Regions from separate parts of the Pan troglodytes genome. Here region 1 is linked to region 2. A link is a contact called in public HiChIP or PLAC-seq data. All regions are on one chromosome and are shown on one strand. Each heading gives the region's core, a stretch centred on a gene start, on an enhancer-like site or on the middle of the called end of the contact. The rest is flanking DNA. Distances are from core to core; before and after follow the strand shown.

Evidence for each region. HiChIP or PLAC-seq counts read pairs in DNA pulled down with a chosen protein or histone mark.
Region 1: an H3K4me3 HiChIP or PLAC-seq map of stem cell-derived excitatory neurons shows a contact between it and region 2, with 5 times the contacts expected there. The contact joins the promoter of YARS2 here to the promoter of PKP2 in region 2. A contact is called at or near these places in 1 of 7 Hi-C or Micro-C datasets (stem cell-derived neural progenitor cells) and 1 of 1 datasets of contacts at active chromatin or transcription factors (stem cell-derived excitatory neurons).

Annotation. Positions count from the first base shown.
Region 1 is chr10:62,724,977-62,730,321 of NHGRI_mPanTro3-v2.0_pri, reverse strand. YARS2 (tyrosyl-tRNA synthetase 2) reads right to left here and starts at 1,443. Exons shown (of 6, transcript XR_010148052.1): 1 at 83-1,443.
Region 2 is chr10:62,584,847-62,589,952 of NHGRI_mPanTro3-v2.0_pri, reverse strand. It overlaps PKP2 (plakophilin 2), which reads right to left and starts at 3,279. Exons shown (of 13, transcript XM_016923663.3): 1 at 2,943-3,279. The coding sequence starts at 3,165. It also overlaps the pseudogene LOC473355.

The DNA of each region.
Region 1 (5,345 bases), core at 194-2,693, 140 kb before region 2:
TACAATCCTAAGAGTGAATCACAGGCTACTAGTGTGTAAATTATTTGGTCCCAGGATTTCCCCAAGGTTTAAAGGCACTTACTTGTTGATGAACTCATATCCGGACATGATGTTGCCTAGTTGATCAGATCCGCCCAGCTGGACCCTGCATCCATAACGCTGGAAGAGGTAATAGAAGTCATAGGCCTGGAGCACCTGGTAAAAGAACTCGGCCAAGCTCATGCCCTCGGGGCTCTTGAGCCGCAGCTGCACGCTCTGCCGGCTCAGCAGCGTCCCCATGCGGAAGTGACCCCCCACTGCCGCCAGGAAGTCCACCAGGCGCTGCTTCTGGTACCAGGCCGAGTTGTCCAGCACAGTGAAGCTGCCCCAGGAGCGCCCATCAGTGAAAAGCTGCTGGTGATTAGCCGCCAGGGCCTCAAGCCCTAGGCGCAGAGCTCGCGCGTTGGCTCGCACGCGCTCTGTCTCCAGCGCCTCGCGTTCCTTGGTACGGCCGCTCGGGTCTCCCAGGCGCGCCGTGGCGCCTCCCACCAGCGCGATCACGTTGTGGCCCGCTCGCTGCAAATGAAACAGGCCCAGCAGCGCAAGTAGATGACCCACATGAAGCGAGTCTGCCGTGGGGTCGAAGCCACAGTAAATGGTTTGGGGAAAACTCGCCGTGCCACGGTCGAAGAGCTCTGGGAGCTCTATTTTCGTCCCCGTCTCCGGGAAGAAGTCCTTGAACAGACCTCGAGCCTTCTGCGCTGCCAGTAACCCCTGAGCGCCCGAGTGGGCCTTACGCAGCCCCAAGGGCAACAATACTGAGAGATTTAGGGTACCAGACCACCGGCCCCAGGAAAAGGACCGCAAGATGGGCGCCACCATCTTGGTGGCGGCACGAAGGGAATGCTGGGATTGCAAAGACTCCCACCACACCCACCTACTTACAGCTCCTAGGGAAGGTGCTTCAGTGTTTTTCTGCGCATGCCCGAGACGGTTACGTAGTTACGGAGCTTGCGCTCTCAGCAGTTGAGTCCCGACTCCAAGTGGCGATTCCGCCTCAGAGCCGTCGCCTTACGTTCCCTTAAACTTAATTTTTCCATCAGCAGTGTGGATCTGCTTATGATAGTTCCTACCTCATAAGGCTGTTGTGAGCCTTAAAAATTAAAGCATTTGGCACATAACGCTTCACAAATGCTGACTTGTATTTACATTTTCACGTAAAAAGATTGTGATGCGCAAGTTCTTTGAAGTCTTGGTTCCATGCAAAAAGCTGCTCACAGAGGTTGAGAAAGGTTAGGAATTGGTTTAACTTCGCGGAGGGATAGGGAGTTGCTGCTGAGACGCAAGCAATTTCATAGTACCGATTCCCTAATTGCACCTCAGTCCCCAGTATTCATCAACTCTTCCAGGAGGTGGCAGTCTTGTCCAAGGTATAGCAAGAAAAACTCAGTGCAATAAAGTACATGCATCAAGTCCTGTGGTTTATTTATTTTAAATACAGTTAACTAGGTTGGGACACAGCTTAGCATGAGTGGATTCAAATTAGTAATCACATCGTGCAGCGTGACAGGTGCTCTGAATACTGACCAGGGATGAGGTTCTTATCGGCAGCTGGCTGGCAGGTGATCTAGCTTCAAAATCCCATGTTAGAGCCTGATTTCTAGGACCGCTTTCAAAATCATCTTAGGTAGAATTCCCTGGACTCTGAGTTGGGGGGGAGACTGGTTTGCAGGAGGGTAATTGGAGTGTGCTCTTAAGAACAACACCTATAATGGAGTGAGGGAGGCCGGGTTGGGCGGAGGGAGAAAGAAGTGGAACTGTGAACAATTTGTAATAGAGGCCTCAGGCAATCCAGTAAGGGCTCTGGAGCCGGGATTTCCTTTCAGAGTCATCCTGAATTGAGGCCAGGGGGCAGACCTTTAGACCCTCTTACTGACTGCTCATTAAATGTGGGATGTTTCTGGGGAGGAAGCAAAACGCTGGGTTAAGGCTTTTGGAGAGTGAGATGTGCAGGAAGGGACTCCGCTGTGAGCAATAAGCAACCAACACTCCCAGCAGCTGGGGGATTGAGTGCCTTGGTCCTGTGACTGGGATCTGGGCCATGTTCCAAATCATTCCCTACAGGACTTTTCCATTTTTTAACGTTATAAAGTTATCTAACAAAATGAAAACTTATTTTAATAATTAGTTTCTTTGCATGTATAATTATCAGTGAATTAGTTTCTCATTGCCAAATAGTAACTTCAATAGGATTTTGAGATACTCATTCAATAGGCTATTAAACATACTCCCAACTGCTTAAGAAAATAGTGTGTTCTTTCATGTTATTATTCAAAATATCTTAAAATTTGCAATCATAACCTGTTGATCTTCAGTGTATTTTTTTTTTTAAGTGTCACTCTGTTGTCCACACTGGAGTGCCGTGGCAGGATCATGGTTCACTGCAGCCTTGAACTCCTAGGCTCCAGCGATCTTCCTGCCTCAGCCTCCCAAGTAGCTGGAGCTACAGGTGTGGACTACCATGCCTGGCTAATTTTTATTTTTTGTTTTTGTAGAGACGGGGGTCTCACTGTCTTGCCCAGGGTGGTCCTAAACTCCTGGCCTCAAGCAAGCTTCCCACCTCTGCCTCCCAAAGTGTTGGGATTACAGGCACGAGCTACTTTGCAAGGCCAATCTGCAGTCGTATGGTCCACCACTTTGATCAGGGACAGATTTCAGTAGGTATGGCAGGAAATTCTCCTGAGCACATGTAAGGAAACTCACATCTGGGCCACTTGTCACTTGAAAGCCAAAAACCCAAGAGAAGAGCTGTAGTGAAAGTAAAGTTAGCTTTATTCAAGAGACCAGCAACCCCGAGGGATGCAGTGAGCTAGCGTTCAAAGACCACCTCTGGTTTTTAAGGGCAATTAAGAGAAAGGATGATAAAAAGATTTTTGTGAAACGTGTGCAGTCTCAGGTCGGCAGTAAATCATTGCTTTCTTGGTCAATATTTTGTGACTTTCTGCAGGTACCATCAGCCTATTCTTATTAGGTCGGTCAGCCCATTCACAGAGAGGCTGATCTAGGTTTTTTTTTTTATCTCTGTTCAAGATCCTGTTTTTCTGAGGCTGATTTTAGTGAATGATCTACAAAATCAAGCAAAGCAATAATTGTATTCAAATAAGCAAGCTTTCCTCTAACATGGAATCAGTACTGTCACACACACAGCAAACGGTGCTTTCTATTTGGTACCTTAATACATAGGGCACACATGTGTTTCTGGTGACACACAACTCTCTGGCTTTTACAGGCGTGTTAGTAATTTGAAAATCCTACTTGTTACAACGGTATGCCAGGGTTACTTGATGTCAGGGTTACTTGATGACCTGTGCTTAATGGAGAAGAATTTTGTGGATAATGAGAAATAGAAAATTTCTACCTGGGATTAAAATTTATTATAAAGTCTTTTAAAAATAGATTTGAGCTCTGCTTTGTCTCTTAAGTTTAGTTGCATCTCATGAAGAGGCAGCAAAGTCTGATATAGAAGGTGGTGTCGGGCCGGGTGCGGTGGCTCACGCCTGTAATCCCAGCACTTTGGGAGGCCAAGGTGGGCGGATCACTTGAGGTTGGTAGTTTGAGACCAGCCTGACCAACATGGAGGAACCCCATCTCTACTAAAAATACAAAATTAGCCAGGCATGGTGGCGCGTGCCTGTAATCCCAGCTACTTGGGAGGCTGAGGCAGGAGCATCGCTTGCACCCACGAGGTGGAGGTTGCAGTGAGCCGAGATCATGCCATTGCACTCCAGCCTGGGCAACAAAAGCCAAACTCCGTCTCAAAAAAAAAAAAAAAAAAAAAGGTGGTGTCACAGGAGGTGCTAGATGAGACTTGACAGTAGCTCAATGACAGTAACAAGCAACAAGTTTGGAAAATACAGTCAGATCAATTACTCTCTTTTTATAATTTGTGTTGGTATTATAGGGGAAATTGGGCTTTGTCCCAAAGACAGGAGCAATAGTAGAAGATGGGACTTCCAAACCTTTGGAATTATATCCGTGGCTAAAATTTGATGGGATTGCACCCATGGTTTGCATTTGGGTTACAAAAAAGTGACCAAGTTAATTCTTGCTGTTTTTATTGGCTTAAAAAGTGAGTGAACAAGGGTTAAAAAGTATTTTTAAAAATATGATTTATCTCAACTGTAATAACTTGAGGTTAACTGGCCTTGAATTAGAGGCACATGTGTTTTACAGTTACCTTTTCCTGCAACAAAATGCCACATAAATGTTCTCTTTGAAGGGATCCCTGTTTTAAATGGCTTGGTTTTCAAAATGTAAACAAATATAAATATAATAGAATTCAAAAGACACAGAGTAAACAGTAATGGTATTTTAACTGATCTCTACTTAACTTTGAAAATTTCTCTATCTCTAGCATAGTATTAAATATATATTCAGATTACAGCAGAGATCTGGTTAGGGCTGAAATATGAGCTGCCCGAACGTCACAGCAAAATGACAGCAGAAAGAAGTCTGAGGAATTCTGATCATTATAATCACTATAAAATATAATTCTTATTTGTGTTTTCTGTTTTTTTTTTTCCCTTGGAGAACATTATTGGTGACATCAGATGCAAAAGGGAGTGGATAGGAACAAGAAATAGAAATTGTAAACCTATAATTGTAAACCTACGTAACCATGCCGGGTTACGGCCGGGCATGGTGGCTCATGCTTGTAATCCCAGCACTTTGGGAGGCTGAGGCGGGCAGATCACCTGAGGTCAGGAGTTTGAGACCAGCCTGACAAACATGGTGAAACTCCCGTCTCAACCAAAAATACAAAAATTAGCCAGACGTGGTGGCGGGCGTCTGTAATCCCAGCTACTCAGGAGGCTGAGGCAGGAGAATCACTTAAACCTGGGAGGCGGAGGTTGCAGTGAGCCGACATAGCACCACTGCACTCCAGCCTGGGCAACAGAGTGAGACAACATCTCAAAAAAAAAAAAAAAAAAAAAAAAAAAAAAAAAAAAAAAAAAAAAAAGGGAGCCGGACGAGCTGTCGGGTGGCGGCGCCGCAGCCATGGAGGGAGGCCGCGGCGGCGGCGGCGGCCCGGGTGGCTGCGCTGGGAGGCGGCGATGAGAGGCTCGCACGCCTCCAGCCCGGCCCCGGCCCCCGGGGACGGAGAGCCGAGCAGCCCCGGCTCTGGGCTACGGACTATGGGCGAATAGCTCTGACCACCCGGCGAAGCATGCCGCCTGCCTTGGCCTCCCAAAGTGCCGAGATTGCAGCCTCTGCCGGGCCGCCACCCCGTCTGGGAAGTGAGGAGCGTCTCTGCCTGGCCGCCCATCATCTGGGACGTGAGGAGCCCCTCTGCCTGCCTACCCAGT
Region 2 (5,106 bases), core at 2,030-4,529:
AAAGTAAGTAGGTGTTGTTTGCTGCCTTATCTCTCTGCCTGATTTGTACTTCTGTGTAGGCTGCAGAGTGTATTTCAGCTTACTGGAAAGCTGCTGTTGCAATCAAAATATTTCAAACGCTTTGTTCCTTAGTTGGAACAGCCAGTCAAGTAGTTGCCCCAAGCATTATAGCAGAAGGACCAAGATAGTGCCCTTTGTTCTACCATATCAACTCTGTGAACTGTGAAATATTCATTCTGTTCCCTCCTAGAATAATCTTTCTCCAGTCACCTCCCTATGTCCAGTCCTACTGAATTTTTGAGATCTACCTCCAGGAAGCTTTTCAAAATTTCCTGCCACCAGGAGTAACTTACTTTTTTTTTTTTTTTTTTTTTTTTTTTGAGACGGTGTTTCGCTCTTGTTGCTCAGGCTGGAGTGCAATGGCGAGATCTCTGCTCACTGCAACTTCTACCTCCCGGGTTCAAGCGATTCTCCTGCCTCAGCCTTCCGAGTAGCTGGGATTACCGGCATGTGCCACCACGCCCGGCTGATTTTGTATTTTTAGTAGAGATGGGATTTTACCATGTTGGTCAGGCTGGTCTCAAACTCCTGACCTCAGGTGATCCTCCTGCCTGGGCCTCCCAAAGTGCTGCAATTACAGGCATGAGTCACTGCGCCCAGCCAATTTACACTTCTAAACTCCATAATACATTAGCCATCCTTTTGGGTCACTCACTACTTTTTATTTGGTAATGTATTTTTCTAGCGGTTGGCTTCCTTCTTCAAACTTTTTGCTTTAAAGCAAGCAGAGTCTTTGTGTTTAATTCAGCACCTGCACAGCTCCCGGCATGAAGAACACACTCATTTGATGCTTGCTGAATTCACCACACAGGTGATGCATTACTTTGTAGAAAGAACAGATTATGTGTGGAGTTGGGATTAAATTTCCAACCATTGCTGACAGACACATACTTCATATGTGAGATGGATTCTCATATCTATCTCAACAATTGTTTCAAGGATATAATGAAGATTCTGGAATAGGCACATAGTAGATGCTCAGCAACATTCCCTTTTCTTCTGTTCATGGCTCCATTCCCTCCATTTATGGAAGAGTTGTATCTGCTTGCTCTCTTCCTAGCTGGCCATTCTCAGAGGATAAGAAAGAATATCTAATATGCCTCCTGTGTCTCCTACGCAGGGGAAGCTGATTTGGTTTCAGTTTAGCACTGGACCTATGGGCACAGAGAATGAATGGGTGTAATGGCTCCACTTTTCAAAGACTGGCCTCACTCATCCTGCAGTCTTTAGTCAGACCCCTAAGTCTAAATAAATATAAGGTCTTTCCCTCCATGTATTGCAGCAGTTCTGTGTTTTCTAGACCTCCCCAGCCTTTCAGAACTTCCTCAATTTTATTTAAAGAAAAATGGGAGGGGGACACGGAGAGGCTTAGCATCTAACAAATCCCACTTTGTATTAATCATTTTAAAACTTAATGATAAAACTGATAAGTTTAAAATTCAGGTTTGGGAGTTTAAATACCAGCTCTACCACTTACCATCTGTTAGAGCTTCAGTGTTACTTAACTGCTTAGTTTCCTCATCTGTAAAATGAGGATGAAAATACCTAACTCACAAGTTTTTAAATACATATATATATATATATCTCAAATGAATGCAAACCACATTGCCCAATTCTTGGCACATAGTGTGCACTCAGTTATATTAACTACGATCATTGAACATCTTCTCTTTACCTTTCAAGTATGTTAATATTGACTACCTGATCCTTTAGGATTCTTTTACACACACAGTACAGCCTCCCAGACTCTGCTGTTTGAAATCTGTGGTCTGGCCTGTTAGAATTTTTGTTTTCCTAATAGAAATTAGAATGGGTTAGCCTACATTCGCCAATACCCAAGTTACTTCATACAGAAACAACTGAACGTTGCAGGAAACAGATATTCCAACTTAATTGCTCAATTTCTTTCCTCTTCTTTTTGCTATAAGCCAACATAGTGCTTTTATAATGCAAACTCACATACACAACAACAAGAAGTAAAACAAGGGTCACTGAGTTGATCCCATCACCTGACTTCAGCAGGGGAGAAAAGGATACATCATGATCTCTAATTTTCACAAGTGGCTTGCCATCTTCTTTCCCTTCCACCTCCCCCGTCTATCAATCATGAACATAGTGTGCATGTGTGTGCTTACACCCCTTTCACCTTCGGGTTTAATTTTTTGGAGGGATCAGACTTGCACCACGCCCGCACTGGTGGGGGTAGGAAGCGCAGCTAGGCGGGCACGGCTGTTGCCGGCAGGGCCAAAGTCCCCTACCTCCTCCTCGGCGTGTTTGTTCCCTGGACCAAAGCCTCCTAGCTACTTTTCTTCACTCCCTAGATCCACCACTCGCCTCCCACACAGGGTGGAGCGCCCCGAAGTACTTGCACAAGACAGCACAATCCCAATTTATAGGTTGTAGGAGCGCCAGTGCTGTCGGTTTTTTTCCCCAAGATATTTATGGGGGTCATTAATTATTTAACAAATCTAATAAAAGTGAAGGGCTCCTTCTCCCAGAAAAAGATCGTACACACCAAAAATTCTGCATAGCATCTCAAGGTGTTTATAGACTCCCTGAACCTTCAAATTAAGTCCGCACCAGTGAGGGGCGCGGACCGGCGGAGTAGAAAAAGAAAGGGGTGAAATCTTGAAGTGAGTTATTTAACATTGATAGATATGTACAATATTTAATATACATAGGTACCTATATGACAAAGCTGAGTAATAAGTTATGGAAAAGAGTGCTTTCCACAAGCAAGTCGGTCATACCGAAGACGGCGAGCAACAGGTGGGCAGAACACGGGGCCCCGCACTCCCAGCACGCGGGGTGAGGGCGGGATAGGAGGAGGTGACCGGGTGTGGGGCAGGGGGCGGCGCCGGGGAGCGGCGGGCTCCACTCACCGTTGCCCACGGAGCTGCGGCCCTTCCGGGCGAGGGTCTGCTGCACCTGCTCCTGGATCCGCAGGCTCTTGACTGTCTGGCCGCCGCGGCCGCTGCTCCCCGCCAGCTTCAGCTTGGCCTCGGAGGGCAGCGCCAGGCTGGAGCTGTCCAGTTGTCCCAGGATCTGCTGGCCCAGGACGGTCCGGATGTAGCCGTACTCAGCTGGGGCGCCGGGGGCTGCCATGGGGCCGGTGGGGGCGACCGAGCCGCTCGCCTGCCTCTGGACTCGCGGGCGAAGCCGCCGCGGAGCTGGGGGCGCTGGCGCGAGCCCCGCCCCGCTCGAGTCCGGCCCCGCCCCTGGCCCGCCCCCCGCGCCGGTGAGAGGCCCGGGGCCGGGGGGGAGCTCGGCCTCGTGGGCCGGACGCCCGGCCTTCCCTGAGGAGGGGGCGCGGCTCGGCCGGGCACGCGCAGTCGGGACCGGGGGCGGGGGCGGGCCGGCCCCGCTGAGCGCGCGGACACCTGGAGACTTGTACCCGCCCGCGGGGAGGTGGGGAGAGGGGCGCGGTTCGCCTGGGGTCGCGCACGTTGTCGGAGTCCCAGCGGATACCGCCTGCCGGGGCCGCGCCCCGCTCTGCCCACGCCCCGCGCTGGACAGGATGGATTTCCGCTCGATGCAGGGAGGGGCTGCCCTGCAGGCAGGTGAGCCCTCGAGAGTCACTCCTGTTCTTGGACTGAGGCTTGCCTCCGGGATCCCCGAGCGAGTAGTATGTCTGGTTAGTCAGGCTTTGTCGCACTGTTGGAAACGTTTCCTGGTTTTCCTGGACCTGAGGGTGAGAAAGGGCTATTTGGTCAGGCGGAAAGGGCAATATGAGGGAAATGTGCCAAGAAGATAACGTGTGAAATAAAAGACTTTCTAAAGAGAGTGTTTTTTTCTTAGTACAACGTCAGGACTATGTACTTTTTGCACAGATGCAGTCCCAGAAACATATGTTCTTCCTCATTGAGAGCTTCTGTTTTCTCTTGGATACACAAATTGTACCCAGTACTCTTGCTAACCCATTCCTCTCTTACGAACACACCCACACAGAGAAACTCCCAACAAGAGGCTCTAGAGAAGAAATGAATTTTAATAGACGATGCTTTTTAAATAGCCCTGCTAACGTTGATTAAGTCCTCTTTATTACAGGCTCTTTGTAGAGAGATCCACGGAGAGGGCCTCCAACTTTCAATCGAATCTTCCACAACTTGTATTTATCGTGCTATTAATTATGTTTCACCGCAGTTGACTACTGAGAACTTGAGAGCTAAGCTCAACAGAAAGGATCCTTGACCTTAAAGTTTACAACCAAAGCCACTTGTCCTGATTTGCCTCTTTGGACTTAAGAGGCAGAAAGAAAAACATGTATCCCTGGTATTAAGATAATATTCCCTTTGATTGCTTGGGTTTGTATGTTCACTTTCCCTCAAATCACTCAATTGCTGCAAAACCCCACTTACTCAAGTCTGAAGTGTTTGGAGAACGCAGCTTCCCTCGTCTTTGTTTTCCTACCCACACCCTTCTGCCTTTAGACACACACTGAATGCTTAGACACACAATGCACAGGTATATGGCCTCCCTTTTTACATGAGCGTCCAGGGAGTGAAGAGGAAACCAAAGGACTGAAAGCGTGGACAACAGAGTAGTGACAGTTCCGCCACCCTTTGTCAGCAGGCCACATGGCTAAGTGGGAGCCATATGGATGTGAGTCCTGGAAGCAATTGCTCCCACCCCAATAGAATGGACCACTATTTAGGCAAATTACACCTTGTGTAAAGCTTGCTTATGTAGCCAGGTGGAAACATCCAACCATGATGCTGAGATGTAATTGAAAAGAGAGGGGTGAACTGAAGGTAAGTGATGATAGAAACGTCCAGCAACATTCCTGTTTCTCTCTCTCTCTTTTCATGGCCTCTTCTGGCAGACCAGAATCTGCTGCTTTGAGAGACAATTTCAGTATCTGTCCATACAGGGTCAGTTGGGGCATTCCTTGTTGTTTTGTACCTGAAGAGCCATGACTTAAAATGTCAGCTCTGCCTCCAATTAGATTCCTCACCAGGAGACTAGAGAGGAATTTTTCTCATTTATTTTAATGAGCCAAACCTCAGATACTTTTTTCCTCTCAAATTAATTTTTTTAAAGTGTGTT